Regions from separate parts of the Hordeum vulgare genome. Here region 1 is linked to region 2. The links are chromatin contacts, called in public Hi-C maps. All regions are on one chromosome and are shown on one strand. Each heading gives the region's core, a stretch centred on a gene start, on an enhancer-like site or on the middle of the called end of the contact. The rest is flanking DNA. Distances are from core to core; before and after follow the strand shown.

Evidence for each region. A called contact is a pair of places that touch in the nucleus more often than the background predicts.
Region 1: a contact with region 2 is called in a Hi-C map of leaf, with 4 times the contacts expected there. The contact joins two enhancer-like sites. A contact is called at or near these places in 4 of 6 Hi-C or Micro-C datasets (all in leaf).

Annotation. Positions count from the first base shown.
Region 1 is chr6H:34,418,383-34,423,768 of MorexV3_pseudomolecules_assembly, forward strand. No RefSeq gene overlaps it. Among protein-coding and RNA genes, the nearest start is that of LOC123402403, 99 kb to the right of the region's middle. Within about 2 kb of position 1,514, at least 3 of the 3 cell types and tissues checked have open chromatin away from gene starts, as enhancers often do. A contact at or near this core is called in leaf, where this site is marked.
Region 2 is chr6H:33,938,356-33,943,270 of MorexV3_pseudomolecules_assembly, forward strand. No RefSeq gene overlaps it. Among protein-coding and RNA genes, the nearest start is that of LOC123402652, 55 kb to the left of the region's middle. Within about 2 kb of position 1,771, at least 2 of the 3 cell types and tissues checked have open chromatin away from gene starts, as enhancers often do. A contact at or near this core is called in leaf, where this site is marked.

The DNA.
Region 1 (5,386 bases), core at 264-2,763, 480 kb after region 2:
ATTACATGTGTGGCGCCTTTCACTTAGACGCCACACTGCTGGGGTGGGGTCGGCCGCCACAAGGCGCGAGCATGGTCAGGGTGTGACGTCTTTACCTAAGGCGTCACACACTGTAGTGTGGTGTCTGACTGTCGGGCGTCACAGACAAAGATCAGCCGAGTAAAAAAATTAAACACAATCTAGTTTATGAATTTGTTTTGTCCACATGTCAATTCTACCGGGTGGCGTGAGGAGGGTCCGGCCCGGGCCGGGCTTTTGACCCATGTTACATCACCTGCTTCATTCAAAAAGTTGAAAACCCCAGCACATGTTTGGTGAAACTTCAGCCTCTCGCGGGCTGCTGATCCGTTCGAACTCAGGCGTGCCTCGAATTCACCGGTGAACAGTAGCACAGTACAGGAGCGGAAATGAAAGCCGCCGATCCGTATGGGACCAGGAACGCTAGACGGTGCTCGAGCGAACTTGAGTGATCTGTCGGGACGGCACACATGGTGGGACTGGGCCCAGTCGAGCCCAGGCCCCTGCCCCTGCCCGTCCGGCTCCAGGTCCAGGCGCCCTCCGCAGGCAGAAGCAGACCGACCACAGGGTGAGCACGTGAGAAAAGGCATGAGATGCTCGCTCGGCCGGCCATGGTCCCCTCCCCTCCCCTCCCCTCCGACGCTGTTAAATTCTCTGCCGATTTGGAGGGATCCCCTGCGGGATGTTTGCTGGTGGATTTATCTCTCTCTCTCTCTTTTTTTCTTTTCTTTTTTGAGGGAATTTATCTCTCTCTCGGGGGATTCAATGCGCGGCTCGGCTCGACGGCCCAGGGCCCTGAGCTTGGATGGTTAAGTTAGTCTGGTCAAATCTGACGATTCAAACAACATTTTGGTTTAGACGCTCACATACACGTATTGATGCGTGTGTACTTGACCCTACCAACGCTACACGCCCACATCGTACCTCTATAAGCATTTTAAAATAGTAAGTCGCTATGATATTTTGAAGTTGATAAAGTCGTAGTAAACGTTTTCCTAGTCATCGTTAAAATAAATCCGGAAAAATGTAGCCATCGATGCAAATTTAGGACTTCAACTCTTGTGAGCTACACTCAATACACAACAACAATTTTGTTTCAAAACAAAACAAACATTGTTACTCACTTCATTCGTTTATACGAGGTCACTTCATGTTTTTATATCTAACTTTGGCCATTAATTTTATCAATAAAAATGAGTTATATGCCATAAAAAGTATGTCATTGGATGAACACTTCAAATAACTTATCGATAATATATTTTTATGGCATATACTCCATATTTTGCTGACAAAAATTATAAGTCAAAGTTTGACATGAAAAACAAAGTGTCCTTGTATAAGAGAATGAGGGGAGTATCTACCTTTGCATAACACCACATATTTCATAAAGCAATGACATTTATTATTCTTTTCACGGTCCACCTGTAATTTCGCTTTGAAGTGCAACCACGCCTTCTACACTTTTTTCTTTGAGAAATAAAAGGGGCCCAAGCCGTCTGCACATGGGTCAGAGTTAATACAATGGGCCTCACACAGACCGGGCCGAAACGTCAAGAGGAGATGTGGACGGAAAATTATATATGCCGAAAATCCTATTTAAAGCTTATTGCATCAAAATATCGGACTTTCGCACAGGCCATCTCTTGAAGCGAGTGAATTGGGCCAGCCCACTCAGGCAGCCGGTTTTGGGAACATTATAGACTTTCTTAGCCGGGTTTTTTCGGTTTTGGAAAGTTTCAAGAAGATTCCTTGAACCGGTTTTTTATTATTATTATTTATTATTTTTGTTTCTTTTTTTCCTGTTTCTGTTTCAAAAAAGTTCTGAATTTGCAAAAAATGTTCAGGAATTTGAAAAAGTGTACCAGAATTTGCAAAAATGTTCTGGAATTTGAAAAATGTTCTGAAATTTAAAAAATATTCCAGAATTTGAAAAAATGTTCTGGAACTTGATAAAATGTTCCAAAATTTTGAATAAATGTTCTGGAATTTGAAGAAATGTTCCGGAATTTTTGTCAAAATGTTTCGGATTTGTGGAAAAATTGTTCCGGAATTTATAAAAATATTCCAGAATTTGGAAAAAATATCAAAACAACTATTAAATTTTTTTGAAACAAAAAAGTAAGTTGGACCGGCCCAGTTGGGGGAGATCCAAAGATGGGCTGGCCCTGTCGGGGGCGCCACCCCTGTGCGGCGCGCGACTCCTTGCCACAATGCGCGGCGAGTAGGAGGTCATATATGCCATCTACGTCAAGTGGGCACTGCTATTCCGCAGTTCTAGCAACACCGAGGAAACCCTCGCCTGAAGGAGGAGTAAGATGACCCTGTCCAGATGCATGGGAGGCCACAACCTCGTTTTCTGCTTTGTACTTTTTCATCTTTTTTATTTGCTGCTTTTCAGTTTTGTTTATGTTTCCAAATATAAAAAATAAATATAATAAATTTAGGAGCAAAATATATTCTACATAGTCTTGTATAAGCGAAATATAGCTCTTGTGACGTCAAGTAGTCGGCGCGTCACACAAACTTGACCAAGCCGGTCGGTCCATTTTATGCTAGGAGAGTTGGACGTTGCTTCCGGTACTGCAAACCTTCTCGAAAGTTTAGTTCTGTTTTTCTTCTTTTTCCTTCTGTCTTAACAGTTTTCTTTTTATTTGTTTCATTTTCGTAATTGTTTTTGTGATAAATATGTTTGGTAATTTTAAGTACTGTTTAAAAAAAATCAAATAACCATTTCCATGTCCAAACTTTATTCAGATAAAATATGTTTGCACATTGAAAAATCTTCAGGAATTTTCGAAAAATATTTATTTTCAAATATTGTTTGGAATTTAATAAAATGTCCCCCTTTTAAAATTTTGTTCACAAATTCAATTTCATCTCAAAAAAATTTTGTGAGTTTTCAAAAATATTTTTCCTTATTAATAATTGTCTATAATTTCAAAAATGTTCCTGCATTCATAATTTTATAAAAAAATTGAGAATACTTATTCTATTTAAAAAAATAAAAATTTATAAAATGTTCCAGTTTTCTGGAAATGATCTCGTTTTAAACAATGTGTGAAGAAATATTAAAAAACTTTTGCATTTCCATAATTCTTTTCACTTGTTACAAAACAGTTCGTAAATTTAAAAATATCTTCATATGAAAAAGTCATACTCAGGGAAAAACATAATGAAAATAAATTTAAAAACCATCCACTACAGTGCACCAGTGGGCAGGCATAGTCGGGCGCTCCCCTGTGCCGGAGGCTGGCAATTCGATGCTTAATGCTAGAGGTTCTATAGGATGCATGCAAACGGCAAACACCCTCGCCTTCGCATAGGTGCGACTCGAACGGGTCGGCTGGCTTGGGATGTAGTAACAATCAACACACTATTGCAAGCTGACACTGTTAGGGCCAATACACTATATGAAAGTAGACACTGTGGTGAAGATGTACAGTCCCCAACCAGCTTTTTGGTTGGTTATTTTGTAACAATTTCTAAAAATGTGAATATTTTTTGAGATGTTGAACATCTTTTGAAGATTTTCAGAAAAGTGTTCAATATGTGTTTGAACAAGTTCAATGTATAATAGACAAACCTTCACGTGGAAAAAGTTTACTGTATATTAAATAAGTATTCAACGTGTTTTCAAAAAATGCTCACAGTATAATTTAAAAAGTTCATCAGATATTCAAACTTGTTCAATATATACAACAGAAATGTTCATCGTATATTAAAAAGGTGTTCATCGTACACACCAAAAAAAGTTCACCATATATTCGGAAAAGGATCACCTTATATTACAAAAAGTACGAAAAATATATGGAAAAATAAATTGAAAAAGGCAAAATATAAAAAGAGAAAAAGAATATTTAAACACCCAAAAATACCAACAAACCCTATCACTCACCTTGCTCCACGATGGCCAAGGCCTAAGCATGGAGACACAACCCTTTCTTAGCCATAGAAATTGACTGATAGTGAACTGTGTGTGGATATAGAACAAATGGATTATTTTTCCTAAAATAAAAGATCCTCTGCTACTTGCCCACCCAAGTACAATATTTACGTCACTATCCACCATTCACATGATCTATAAAGAGCGAGGGTTTGCCAGTGAGGAGATGAATAGCTTAGTTCATACTTTTCACTTCCATGCCTTGGAATTATCCAGTATCATTGAGTGTATTATTTGTTGCATCTTTGCACAATTGAGGTTTTTGATAGACATAGGTATTGGAGGCATTTGGAACTACCGACGGATAGCCAAAATTACAGCCTGCATTGATGTTCTTCCTCATTCTACTTGGCCACTTCAAGGCTCTACCATCCCTCGTCCACTCATGCCTTGTCATCCTATAGAACATCCTAACCCAAGAAAACGAACAATCTTAATTTTTCTGGCTTTGCTCAGGTGAAATAGCGGTTGGCTCAGCTTGTCCATCAATAGTAACAATGATGAAAAGGAATATCAGAAACAAAGAGTGGCATCCTCGGCTGAGGAGCGGCAACATGGGCGGCTTTTTAGAGTCAAGCAAAGATGCTGATTTGGCAATACATTTAGCAAGCCCGACTCGCATGTCAGATGATGATTGGTAGATTGTTAAGGACAAAACATAGCATACGTAATCGTCTTGCAAAGTAAAACTAAAATTTAGTTAGATAACCACATGGCCACAAACACTAAAATTACTTTTGTGAAGTGGTACAACACTCATTGGTAATTTTAATTGCTCTCACATGCAATCAAGCCAAGCTCTGCTACGTACCACGTGCAAGCATTGGTGCATGGTCGCCCGCGCGAGCTTCAGGTGGGCCAGCCCAACTACTTCCGATTGCCAGCCACGGAAAAAACAAATCAATAGCATGTGCGAGTCCTCCCTTCTCTCAAATACTCCCTTCATCTTAAAATTCTTATCGTAGGTTTGTCTAGATATGAATGTATCTAGTCACGTTTTAGTATTTATATACATCTATTTCTAAACAAATCTAAGACAATAATTTTGAGACGGAGGGAGTAGAAAACAAATGTGCCTCCCACCAATCAAGCGAGCGCCTTTTTTTCAGCAATAAAACATTTTTTCCGGATGGTTTTATTTTCAGAAAAAATGAAATTGGAAAAGAAATTCGATTTTTCGGAAGAATATACATAAATTCAAAAAATATTCATGAATATGAAAACTAAGTTTGTCAATTTGAAAAATGTCCATGAATATTAAAAAATTTCACGAATTCAAAAAATGTTCAGGAGTTTGAGGAATGTTCCGAGTTTACAAAATATCCATGCTTTTTTAAAAGTTCAAAATTTTGAAAAATACTGGAGAATTTTCAAAAAAATACTAAGTAGTGAACTTAGAAAATATCAGTAGAGTCTATCAAATAA
Region 2 (4,915 bases), core at 521-3,020:
TCAAATGTGCGAACCAATTTCATATTTATGAAGTTTTTTTTCAAATTAATGATAAATTTTCAAATGCATGTTTTCTCTTTTTTTAGATATTTCAAAAACTTGTGACTTATGCAAATTAGTGAAGTTTTTCAAATTCATAAATTGGTTTTCGTATTCTTGAACTTTTTCAAATTTCGTAATTACTCCTCAAGTTCTCTCATTTTTCAAATTCATGAATTGGGGAACTTTTTTCAAGTGCATGAATTTTTGTCAAATTTGTGAATTTAGGATCATTTTTCAAATGTGTGAACATTTTTCAAATTTTGTGATCCTTTTTTAAATTGGTAAACTTGTTCCAAATCCATGAATTCGCAATTCTTTCTTAAATGCTTGTTTTCGTTTCTTTATAAACATTTCAAATATGCATGACTTTGTTTCCAAAAATGCGTGATGTCTTTTCTATCTCGCATATATTTGGTAAAATTTATGAACTAATTTCGAATGCACTAACATTCTTTAATTTTTAATGCTAGTTTTTTCAAATTCACGTTTTTTGTTTCAAATTTGCGAATTTTCCTAAATTCATAAATTTCTGAACCTTTTAGGATGCACAATGTTTTTCAAATTCATGAACATTTTCAAACTCATGAGCATTTTGAAACGCACGAACTTTCAAATCTGTGGATAATTTTTAAATTTGTGTTCGTTTTTTGAATTCGTGAGCTTTTTCCGAACTCATGAATTTGTGACTTTGTAAAATTCATGTTTTTTAAAATGCTCTATTCTTGTTTTTTCTTAATTTGTAATATTCTTTTTCGAAAGTCTCGAACTCTTTCAAGTTATCATAAAAAACCAAGATTTTTTGTGAGGTAAAGGCACAGGGAGTAGATAAACTTGCAAACGTCACTCCACCACCCGCGAACTTGGGGAAAATCCTATTTGCCGTTATATGCGAAGTGGTGTCGAGGCTTTGCAGGTGGACGAGTGATTGGGGGATTGGCTGTCCCAGGTAGCGAGGGAGCCTTGCCCGGTTTTGGGAACCTTATAGAGTTTCAACCGTTTTTTCCGGTTTTGGAAAACTTCTAGAAGGTTCCCTGAACCATTTTTTTTTCATTTTTCTGTTTCTGTTTTTGTTTCTTTTTTTTTTTCTATTTCTGCTTCCAAAAAATTCTGAATTTTTAAAAAATGTTCTGGAATTTGAAAAAAATGTTTCGGAATTTGGAAAAATATTCCGGAATTTGAAAAAGTGTTCAGGATTTTCAAAAAATGTGCCGGAATTTGTAAAAATGTTCTGGATTGTTAAAAAATGTTTTGGGATTTGAAAAAATGATCCAAAATTTGAAACAATGTTTCCGAATTGAAAAAATTGTTCAAGATTTTGAAAAAATGTTCTGGATTTTGAATGTTTTTTCCGGAATTTGAAAAAAATGTTACGGAATTTAGAAAATGTTCCGGAAATTAAAACTGGTCAAGATTTAGAAAAAATGTTCCAGAATTTGTTAAAATTTTGCGCATTTTGAAAAAATATTTCGGAATTTAAGAAAATTTCCGGAATTTAAAATTTGTTCCAAATTCAAAAAAATATTCTGGAGTTTAATAAATTGTTATTCAATTTCGAAAAATGTTTTTTGCTTTTAGAAAATTGTTCTGCATTTTCAGAAAACAATTCTTGAGTTTCAGAAAAGAAACAGAAAAGGGAAAAAACTATAGTCGTTGTTCACCTACTGGGCCGGCCTATTCGGGGGTCGCCCTGTGCGAAGCCCGGATGGGTTGCCGCACAGAGCGACGAATAGGAGGTCCCCGAACTTGCAGCAGAAAAAACCAGCGAAAAAAAAAATAGCATGGGAACGAACAGGAGGTAGTACCTCGATCTTTTCTGTTGGGAAATTATTCTGGACCGTAGTGTTTGAGCCCTGCCTTTTCCTCTTGTGGGCTTTCAAAAAGACTTTACACGTGAATATTTGTGGCACTGAAAAAAGGGAAAAGATCTGTCAAAGAAAAAGGGGAGGAAAATCTTGGCGAATTTGCCCTTCTTTAGGGAGCATGAAGAATTTTTCTTTATTCCCAGAAGAAGCAAAACTGAAAGAAAAGAAAGCACTCGTCGACCATCTTTATTCTGGCGAGTGGTCTAGAAATGAAAAAGGTGATACTTGGTTTAAAATAACATGGAAAGTTGATAGCATGTCTGGAGCAATGGCAACGATTCTCTGCATTAGATAATGCTCCCCTTGTCTAATAATACACCACTATATTATGAAACGGTTGTAATATAATTGAAAAAATAGACTTGTCCTCAAAATATCCTTGGATAAATATAAACAAACAATTTTTTTTCTTCAGTGCAAACCGTTTTATGATCTCACATTATAAACACACACGCAAAATACATCTTTTTGTTGCAAAAGGAGTTGCTTCTTTTGATTTTCTTGTGACGCATGTGGCCAGTCTCCAAACTACTATCTTTCTTTAGTCCAAAATAGTATTTTGGCATAATTGTTTCTGTTACACCACGAGTCGCCGTGACACAAAAACACACGCAGAAAATCTTTTAATTTGTTGCAAATAGAGTTGCTTCTCTTGTGCTGCATCTGTCCAATCTCCAAACCATTATCTTTCTTCAGACCAAAATCGTATTTTTGGCACCAATTGTTTCTGTTACAGTACGAGCCATCGTGACATATAAACACACGCAAAAAGCATCTTTTTGTTGCAAAAAAAGGGGGTTGCTTCTCTTGATTTTTTTTCTTGTGCCGCATGTGTCCAAGCTCCAAACCAATTCGGTTTAGTTGATTAAGCTTTCATTTTCACCATCCATGTGAGCGGCAGATGAGTCCACGGATGGCAGAAAGCAAGCAGGTGTAAGCATCACGCGCCCATCTTTTATTCTTGGCCCAGTCTGAATGAGATCGCCCATGTGAACAAGATTCTCCCAAAACATTTCTCTCCACACAAGTGTTGTTCTCTGCATCTAGGTTACTGTTCCACGATGGACCATTCGTTTCCTCTTATTTGTTTGGACGAATCTTTTTCTCTTATTTTTGCTAACAATGCTTTCAGAAAGAATTCAGTACCAAATGCGCTAAATGGTGTATGCATAATGACGTTATGATAGTAATGTAGACGGGTAGCAGAATCTTCAAGTTTGGTCATCATTTACTTCAGGATTTCCGGCGATACACTTTTAGTGGGAGGAGACTTTCCCGTCGACGACGAGGCGTCTACGGTGACTTCGTAAATCTCAAGATGACATGTCAGCTCAGTGTCTCGAAGGTGCTCATATGGGTAGGGTGTGCCTGTGTACGTTCACATGAATGAGTGTATGTACGTGTATATAATCACTTGCGTCTGTACTGTGTTCAAAAAAAAAGTCGGGTCCTCGTTCCATGGACTTCCACAAAGTCACTCCAAGTTATGTCATACATGAGCAGACATTGTTTTTGAAGGCCGAGCTTCATGGATGCCTTTAAATTTTATGAAAATTCGTATTTCAACATTTCAAACAATTCTGAAAAAAATACATAGATAGATGAAGGTATAATACATAAGTGTTTAAATTTTCAGAATTAAATACATTGAAATGAGGGCTATGCAAAAAAGACAAATTTGAAGCTTTTCAACATATGTCACTATTCATCTTTTCAGACTATGAATTTGTTGGGTAACGTTGCACGGGAAACAAAATTTTTCCTACGCACACGCAATACCTATCCGTGGTGATGATCATCTACGAGAGGGGAGAGTGAATCTATATACCCTTGTAGATCGCTAAGCGGAACCGTATATAACACGGTTGATGTAGTGAAACATCTTCGCGATTCAAATCGCAGCCCGTCCCGTGATCCGTCTCGCGATCCCATCACAATCCATCGCGATCTAGTGCCGAACGGACGGCACCTCCGCATTCAGCACATGTACAGCTCGATGACGATCCCCGCCTTCTTGATCCAGCAAGAGGGGTGGAGAGGTAGATGAGTTCTCCAACACGGTGGCGTGGTGGTGGTGGCGGTGAACTAATCCAGCAGGGCTTTGCCTAAGCACCGCCGAACTAGACTAGAGGAGAAACCGGTCTAGATGAGGTAAATGGAGCACGTGGCAATTAGGGTTAGCTCTTCCCTCTAAATCTACTAGTATATATAGGAGGGGGGAGGGGAGGAGGCAGCCAAAAAACCCTCTAGAGGTTCGGCCGGACTAGGAGGAGGTGGAAGAGTCCACCTCCAATCCTTCTTCAAGTGTGCATATCTTGCGGGTTCGAGAACTATGTAGACATGACATGAGTCTTTCTCCGGTCAATAACCAATAGCGGGACCTGGATGTCCATATTGGCTCCTACATATTCTATAAAGATCTCTATCAGTTGAACTTCTATATCAAGTATTCAATTAATCCCGTATGATGTTTCCTTTGTCCTTCGGTATGTTACTTGCCTGAGATTCAATCGTCAGTATCTCCATACCTAGTTCAATCTCGTTATCGGCAAGTGTCTTTACTCGTGCCGTAATACAAGATCTCGTGACTAACTCCTTAGTCACATTGCTTGCAAAGCTTGTTGTGATGTTGTATTACCGAGTGGCCCCGAGATACCTCTCCGTCACACGGAGCGACAAATCCCAGTCTGGATCCATGCCAACCTAATAGACACCTTCGGAGATAACTGTAGAGCACCTTTATAGTCATCCAGCAACGTTGCGACGTTTGATACACACAAGGTATTCCTCCGGTGTCCGGGAACAGATACATGGTCATAGGAACAAATACATTGACATGCAGAAAACAATAGCAATAAACTGACACGATCATATGCTATGTTTATAGTTTGGGTATTGTCCATCACATCATTCTCCTAATGATGTGATCCCGTTATCAAGTAACAACACTTGTCTATGGCTAGGAAACCTTGACCATCTTTGATCAACGAGCTAGTCAACTAGAGGCTCAC